2 separate regions of the Gossypium hirsutum genome follow, and region 1 is linked to region 2. A link is a contact called in public Hi-C data. All regions are on one chromosome and are shown on one strand. Each heading gives the region's core, a stretch centred on a gene start, on an enhancer-like site or on the middle of the called end of the contact. The rest is flanking DNA. Distances are from core to core; before and after follow the strand shown.

Evidence for each region. Hi-C and Micro-C count contacts between places; a contact is called where the count stands out from the background.
Region 1: a contact with region 2 is called in a Hi-C map of leaf, with 2.2 times the contacts expected there. The contact joins the promoter of LOC107914297 here to the promoter of LOC107916327 in region 2. A contact is called at or near these places in 2 of 34 Hi-C or Micro-C datasets (callus and leaf).

Annotation. Positions count from the first base shown.
Region 1 is chrD10:12,585,133-12,588,956 of Gossypium_hirsutum_v2.1, forward strand. LOC107914297 (HVA22-like protein k) reads left to right here and starts at 2,413. Exons shown (of 8, transcript XM_016843167.2): 1 at 2,413-2,616; 2 at 3,572-3,630; 3 at 3,817-3,824. The coding sequence starts at 2,584.
Region 2 is chrD10:12,294,362-12,298,710 of Gossypium_hirsutum_v2.1, forward strand. LOC107916327 (U-box domain-containing protein 5) reads right to left here and starts at 1,949. Exons shown (of 6, transcript XM_016845573.2): 1 at 1,132-1,949; 2 at 639-701; 3 at 346-531; 4 at 118-225; 5 at 1-27. The coding sequence starts at 686.

The sequences.
Region 1 (3,824 bases), core at 1,163-3,662, 290 kb after region 2:
TAAATTTCACATTATACTCACGAAAAGCTTGTAGAAATTTACTACTAGTGCACCCTTAACAATTCGATGAAAAAAATTCACTTTTAAATCCATAAATAAAATGAAAAGAGAAAGATAAAATTTTACTGTCCATGAGGATAAATTCTAGTCTGATGCTCTTATAATCTAACAGAATCACTTGGGTTGATTTCCCCCTATTATTAGTCGAAACAGTCTCAGCCAAATAGTTCATGGTCTCCCGCAGTAGAACTCGTGAATTACCCACATTTTTGAATCTTCTATTTCAACCATGATTGATTTTATTAAGTTTTTTTTGCTATTTTCCCACCTCTTTCCATTCTTGTAAACCACTGTGAACCACTGCCTTATCCACAATTAAACCAGTGTTCCCCTCCTCCTTAGAGTTAGCTTTTGGTTCCTTGTTCTCCTTAAAAATCACAGTCATATGTTTTTTGGGATCAAGGTTGCCGACCCTCACCTCCGAAGTAATACCCAACGATCTATCTACTGTTAAATACGGAGCAAAGTCAAATTTTTAAAACCCCCCACCGATGCCATTAATTAGTTCAAAACTCAAAGTATCAATCTCATCTTGCATCACCGGATGTTGTTTGTCGATAGCAACTTCAGAGGCCTGCTGCTTTCACAATCCTTTCATAGCCCTGTCCATCTTAGGAAGGGCCTCAACTTCAAGTAGGTCATTAAAGTCCAACAGCTTGTTGGTCTCATTTAAATTCTTACTGGACTCGCCATTCCTGAAATGAGCGTCATTTGCCAACCTGTTAATCAAAACAGGCCCAACATGTGACCCACTAGTAACACTGTTTGATCTTACCAGACTAGCAATATTTTTAAAGCCCAATTCGTTAGGTGGGCCTTTGTCCACCATTTTACTTACTAGTTGATTGTTGCTTTGCCTCAAGATCTCCTCCTTTTGGTGGTATCCATTAGTTATATCTTTACCTTTATTGCGCCAATTCCTAATCCCTTCAATCTTATCACCAGAAGAAACACTAACATTTAGATCCAATTTCATCAAGGCTTTAAACCGAGACCTTCCATTGTTCTTTGCCAGATTTTCAACATTCATCTACGGGGGATCCCTAACCTTTCGCCTAGATTTCCTTTCTACTAACATCCACAGCCCGTATGATTCGCCTTTCTCCACCGTGCCGTCAACGTCTAGGTTCTGATTTTCTGGTAATATTCCATTCGGTTTCCAGCGTTGGAATCAAATTCCCTATAGGAGCATGCTTCTTTAACATGACCATATCTTCCACGCTGAAAATAGACCATTGGTTAAAAACTCATATTCAACTTTTTGTACTTTACCATTAACTAAAATTTGAGAAACTATCCTATTCAAGTTGACGTAGACCGCCATCTGGGAAAAACGACCTCTAACTCTGTTCATCTGTTGTCAGTGTTCATATCCAATTTGGCGACTTTTCCAATCATTCCCTTTATTTCCATCAAAATCTTTTGTTTGTATAGGTATCCTAGCAGACCCGGAAAAGCTTGTGTTAGATTAAAGGACACCGTCCATGGCTGTATTATCAAGTATTGGCCGAACACAATCCAGGGGACCCTAGAAAGGACTTTCTCACAGTCAAGCTTATTCTGGAATTTGGCCAAAAAATATATGTTTTCAATATCCATCAAATGGAATGGTGATGAAAGCTTCCATAGACTATAGACTTTATTTTGTAGGATTGAATACCCAATATTGCGACCCAAAAATTTCAAGATCACTATGTTTTCCATATCCCTAATGAGGATTTGATGGATCCGATCTGAAAACTCAATAGAGGGAATGGCATTCATAATAGACTTTTGGATCTCTCCTTCCAGTAAACCAAAATCCTCCTCCTCCTCCTCTAATCCATTTCCATCGAATTTGGTAGATTGACCTACTAGCTTGTTTTTCCAAGAGGTTGTCTGCTCAACTCTCAGATCAATCACCATATCATTACCTCCATCTCCATCTTTATCCCTAGAACGAATCTTTTTAGGGATTAAGCCTTCCACCAAAGAATCTTCCATTCCAGTATTTTCACAGAGAAAAGACATTTGTACTTATGTTATTCTTTAACACACTTACGTGGCTTAAATTTGTAGTTTCTACACACATGTCATAGAATTTTTAGTATTATTTAAATATTAATAATAAAAATATAGTATAATTAATAAAATAATTATTTATTTGAAATTTAAGAATTTAGGCAAGATTTGATTTTTAACAAAATCTATTATAACCGACTAAAACAAATCATTCCAAAATAATAATTAAATAATATTTTAAAATACTTTTTGAAAATAAATATTTTTAAATATTAGGATGTATTGTATTTGTTGGCTATGGTACAATCTGAGTAAAATAAAAACCCAATAAAAATATGCCACAAACGCCATCGTTTACAATTTGAAAATTAGATTTAAAAAAAAAAACACCTCCATTTCTTTCGCCAATAATTTGTTTTCATTTGAGAAGTCCAAAACTCCGAAAGGTACATAATAAACTTTTAGCGTAATTAAAATGTAAAAAATAGTGGTTAATTGGGATTATCTTCTCAGTTTTCTGCAATGGCTTTTCTGGGATCGGATCTTACCAGCGAGGTCTGAAGCCATCTTCTGTTTTCATCTTATTTTCTCGGTTTATTTACCGTTCTATTTAATCACTCTTTAGGATCTGTTTATGATGAGCAGAATATATATTCTAACTGGAATTTAGTTTAAATCTGAATAGTTTTTGCATCTGAGGCATTAGAAAGATCTACTGTCAGCTTTCGAACTGATTAATTTTCTGTTTATGTGAAAATCAGCGGTTAAATTACTCTTTCTTGGATTAAAGCAGAAATAAGTTGGACAAATTTATTAGTTATTACTCTGATTTAATCTAGAAATTTTGAGGTATTTTTTGAAAATAATAATATATATTGTTGTTGTTGATTATGCATATTCGCTTTAACTATAGGGGGAATGAAATAAGTTTCATTTGTTTGCCTGGATCATTCTCATTGTCTTTGTACAAATTTTATTTGAATGTTTCGTTATAGAATATGTATATGTTTTTTTATTTTTTGGTTTAATCGTTATAGAATATGTATATGTTTTTTTTTTAATTTTTTGGTTTAAACTATGGTTTTGAGTTTTGCTTGATGAATAAAAAATCAGACTGGATTGAATAAAAAAACAAAAGAGAGATTTAAGTATAAATGCATTGTTTTACTGTTGAATAGGTATTAAATATAGTAAATATTTAAACCAAAATTCATTTGGTTTATGTACCCAAAAAAAAATAATTTCGTTTACTGGTGATATAGAACTAAGAGGTAAAGGATTCAAATCCCATCAACTGCAAAAACGAAATTTAATAATAATAAAAACCTAAAACTGGTAACTGGTTTTCACTGGTTCAATTGTTTTGCTGAAAACCCAATTTAATGTCATTTATTGGACCGGATAAGTCATTAATTCTTGGTTTAATCAGTCTAATTGACCTGTCTAATCCAATTTATTCTTTACCGGTTTTGATGCTTGTTACTTTTCTTTGTGGTTACATGTGATTTAGGTTGGGTTGCGATTACTCCTCTGGCCACTTGGTTCCAACATTGTTACGCGAGCGGCATGGTGTGTTACTGAATCTAGTGTTTGTCTCTTGGTGTCATGTTTGATATGTTTTTTTTTTATGTTTTCCCATTAATATGTGATGAAATATTTAATGTAAAAGTTGATTGCTCCTGCATTAACTGAATCACTCGTGTATGTTGATCTAATCACTTTTTCTTTGTGTGTGTGTCTCTGTGCGTGTTGCAGCTGTTCTG
Region 2 (4,349 bases), core at 699-3,198:
TCGCAGATCATCGACAATTTGACATATCTGCAATAACATTTCAACATAAGCTTGTAGAAAATAAGTTATGATTTTATCAAGAACAAGCTATTGAAAAGCACATGGGATTTTACGAACCTCAGCAACCAGCGTAACTGGAACCATACTCTGAATTTGGCATAAACCTTGTTCCAACAAATTCTTTATTTTTTGAAATCTTGCAACCATGGAATCAGTGGTTATAGCCTGAAAAGTAAATCAAATGAGTGAGACAAAATAGATGAAAAGGAAAAAAAGGATCATAAACACACAATCATTGCAATAATCACAAAAATATGTGATTAATTACAAAAAAAAAAGGGGCACCAGATAAAGTTTGCTGGATTCACTGCAGTACTGAAGAAGTAACTTTGCTCTCTCAATTGCACTGTTCAATGAGCAGAGTGCCTTTATTCCCAAGGAGCATCTTGGTCGAGCAGCTTCAATTTCTGGAAATATATTCATAATCCTTTCAACAAACTTCGTAAGTTCTGTGCACATCAAGCAATGCACCTACAATCATTCAGCGGTGCCGCAGTAGTAAGCATATCAGACACCTTAAAGCAGTGAATGTTATGATCCTTTATATGAAAACTGATCGACAAAATTTACCATTTTACCTGAAAGGAACAAGGATACGATGGAGCCTCCACTGCTTCAGTCCCCATTCAACAGATGGTAACCTGATTAAAGAAACAGAAATTAAGTCAAGCAGGTCAATTAAGATAAAGAAACAGCAAAACAGCACGGGTTTACGTAGAAACTTATCACAATGATATAAATGGTTAGAAACGATTTACCAGAGGTCAATTAAGATAAAAAAGAACAATTAAGGGATGAAAAGGGTTTTTTTTTATAGTGGCATCACCGTGAAACTTGCAGTCCAAGACGAAAGATATGCAAAACATATCGACCAGACTTTTCTATGTACCCCACCCACCACCAAAAAGAAAAAGATTATGCATAATTAGACTTAATTTTAAGTATGCTTTTGAATTTTCTTTCATAAAGATGTAGGATTTTTTTTTGTTCTTTTTTATATTAATTTTGAACTTGATCATGATACGGGAAGTGGGAAACCAGGTTAGGAGGGAAGGGGAAGAGAAAACTCACCTTAGTGCAAGTGGAAGCCAGAGCAATGATAAAGAGATGTTGCTTGTTTTTCCTGTATGTGTATTTGTGAAGCTATAGACCAACACCAAATATAGAGAACTTGAACCACCGGTGCCAAAGGCTAGGTTTTTGTAAAGCAAAATAACCACAACCAAATACTTGGCGACTCAGATAAGTAAGCACTTTAGAGAATATATCATTTAGCCACCAGGAAAAAAAAAGGGGAAGAAGAAGAAGAAGAAGAAGAAGAAGAAGAAAACAGAGACTCTCACTAGCAGAAAGTGTGTAGAATTCAAGGCATCAAAAGTAGTTGTCTTGCAGCTCTTCCATAGATAAGCAAGGTGAAAAGGAAACAATAGTTCAGAAGAAGCTTTAAAGATGACCAAATGGATTGCATGATCTTCTTGATCACCAAAAAAGAAAAAGAAGCCACTTTTTTTTGCTCTTGATGACAACCCCAACACTCAAAAAACCATGTTTACCACCATGGATGAAAACAGTGGTTAAAAAAAAAAAGAGTAAGAGATTCCAAAAAATGAAAACAGAAAATTCCTCCAATAAACAAGCAAGAGAAATGAGTGACAATTAGAACTTGTAGGGAACTAAGAAAACCAAAAACCAGAGATGGAAAATAAGAAAATCTTTACATCAGGAAAGCAAAAGTTGCCAATAAAGAAGCTGTTGATTTCGTTTCCTTTGGATAATGAAAGTCTTTGCGAATAAGAAATGGTTAGAGACGAAAAAAAAGGAAAGTTTCTTCTTTTTATTTTAGATTTCAAAAAAAAAAAAAAAGTATCAGGTTGTTCTTGGTCGGCTTTAAGCCAATGACATGTTAAGACAGTGATGCTCTCTAAGTCTACTCGGATTGTCTCACACGTCTGTGATGTCTGTGATGATCATGATTGGATGATTGATTATTGTGCTAATCCGACAGTCTTGATTTGACCAAGAGTAGCCACTGAGAGAAACCCCAACACGTTTTATTATCCAATTAATTCAAAAAAATTAGATTCCAAGTATGATATTATTGAATTGAAAACAAAAGAGTAGGTACTAAGATTTTAGTTTAATAATAAGGACTTAATTAAACTCAAAAAAATTAATTTGATCATATAAGTAAATCATCCCGCAACGCGGGATCATTTTCCTAATACCCCAACTTAACTACCTTAACGCAGAATCCAAAAATTAAAATAAGATTACATCAACCTAATTAATTAATTTCACTTATCAATTATTTAAAATATAATAATTTTATCTTATCCCCTTTTCCCAAATTTGTTGCCTTCTTATTTTAAACTATATTTTATTTCAATTAATGTTTTTAGAATATGATCTAATTAAATTTCACTTTGAATTCTTGATTTTTAATTAAAATTTACCAATTAATATTAATTTTCATGATTTGAAAATAAAATTTGACAAGAATACTTAACTTTAGTAATTAACAATAAATTAATTTATAAAATATTAAAAGAATTTTTATTTAATAAAAGAAAGATTTGAAAAATAAAAAATATTAAGTTTATTTTATTAGTAAAAGTTTTTATCAATTGTTGATACTATTTTAATTTATTATTTTAATATTTATTTTTGTCAAACGAAATTCAAGATAAAACGAAAACTAAAAGTAGTAAAATTCAAGATAAAATTAAAATATAATCACAAATTTATCTTTAGCTTAAAAGCATAATGATAAATATTAATAAAAATAAAGTACAGTGACAAATTTATATATCAACCCTTTTATTTAGTATAATAAAACAATAAATAATTCAATCAACAATTACATAACAATAAAATTTATGATTTATAATTCGGTTGTTCTTTATTTTATTTTATAATCTTAAAAGGTGAAAAATATAAAAACTAAAAAATTATTGAACCAAATCGAATAAATTCATTAATTTAGTTATTGATATATAAAATTTGAATGAAAGTTTGAGTCTCGTCAAGCATAAATAATTTCCTTAATTTATTATGAATTTATATTTTATTATACATGAGTTCTACTTTAATAATAAATTATATTAAATTGATTTTAATTATAATCTGTATTATTGCAGTACCTAGTTTTAAGAAAATTCAAAGAATGAGGTTAAGGGGTAGATTGTATAGATGCACAAATATAAACTCTAAATTGATATATTAATGATTAATGAGTGGTGTTATACTAGAATATACCCTTGCATAATCAAATCATACTTTTTTTTTATTTTTATGAAACTAATATTATATTTTTTATTAATGTGTGAGACTTTAATTTTTAAAATTATAACAAAACATGTGAAATATGAGATGCAAAAATTTAAAATAATTAAAATATTTGTTAACATCAAAAGTAAAATATACACAACAAAACTCTAATATGTATTAAATTTTATATTTTAACAAAACAAAAAAAGAATTATTTTTGGCTAAAATATCAAATAAACCCTCTTAAAATAATTTTAAAAAATCAATTAAATCCCTTATCGAAAAATGCATTCAATTGATCCATTTGAATAATGATTTGTACTCGATTAAGCCTATTAAATTCATTTTCCCCGTTGAAGCCCTGACAGGTCGTTAAGTGCTAACGTGGCAACTAACATGATTATTGACATGGAAAATGATGATGTGGTAACTAACATGGCAAGTTGACGTGGACAAGTGACAACATGGAAGACTTATTGATTTTTTTATTTTACAAGGATTTAATTATTTTTTTATTTTTTACGAGGGTTTAATTGATTATTTAAGTACAAAAATTTACCAGAATTCTAAAATTTCAAATTTTAAAAAAATATAAATCATAAAAAAATTATTATAAAAATTATACAAAAATTTAAAAGTTATAAGTTTTTTAAGAAAATATAAAAAATTATTAAAATTGTTAAAATATTATAAAAATTAAAAATTACTAGACATTTTGTTTTTTGTCATACACATTAATCCATCCTTATCAACTTTCCTCACATCATCCTTCTTCAACTAAAACATTATCCATCACTAGAGATGTTCATGGATTGGGCTGAGCTTAGGCCTGGTTTAGAAAAAATTTCAGACCGAGCCTAACTAGGCTTGGCTTGCCGAAATAATTCCTTTCACTATATTAAAAAATATTTTTTTTCATTTAAATTTAATTATAAAAGTACATTATAATAATATAAAATTATTACATGTTTTTTTTTTTGCAGAGTAAATTGAATCGGCCGACGAACACCTCTACCCATCAC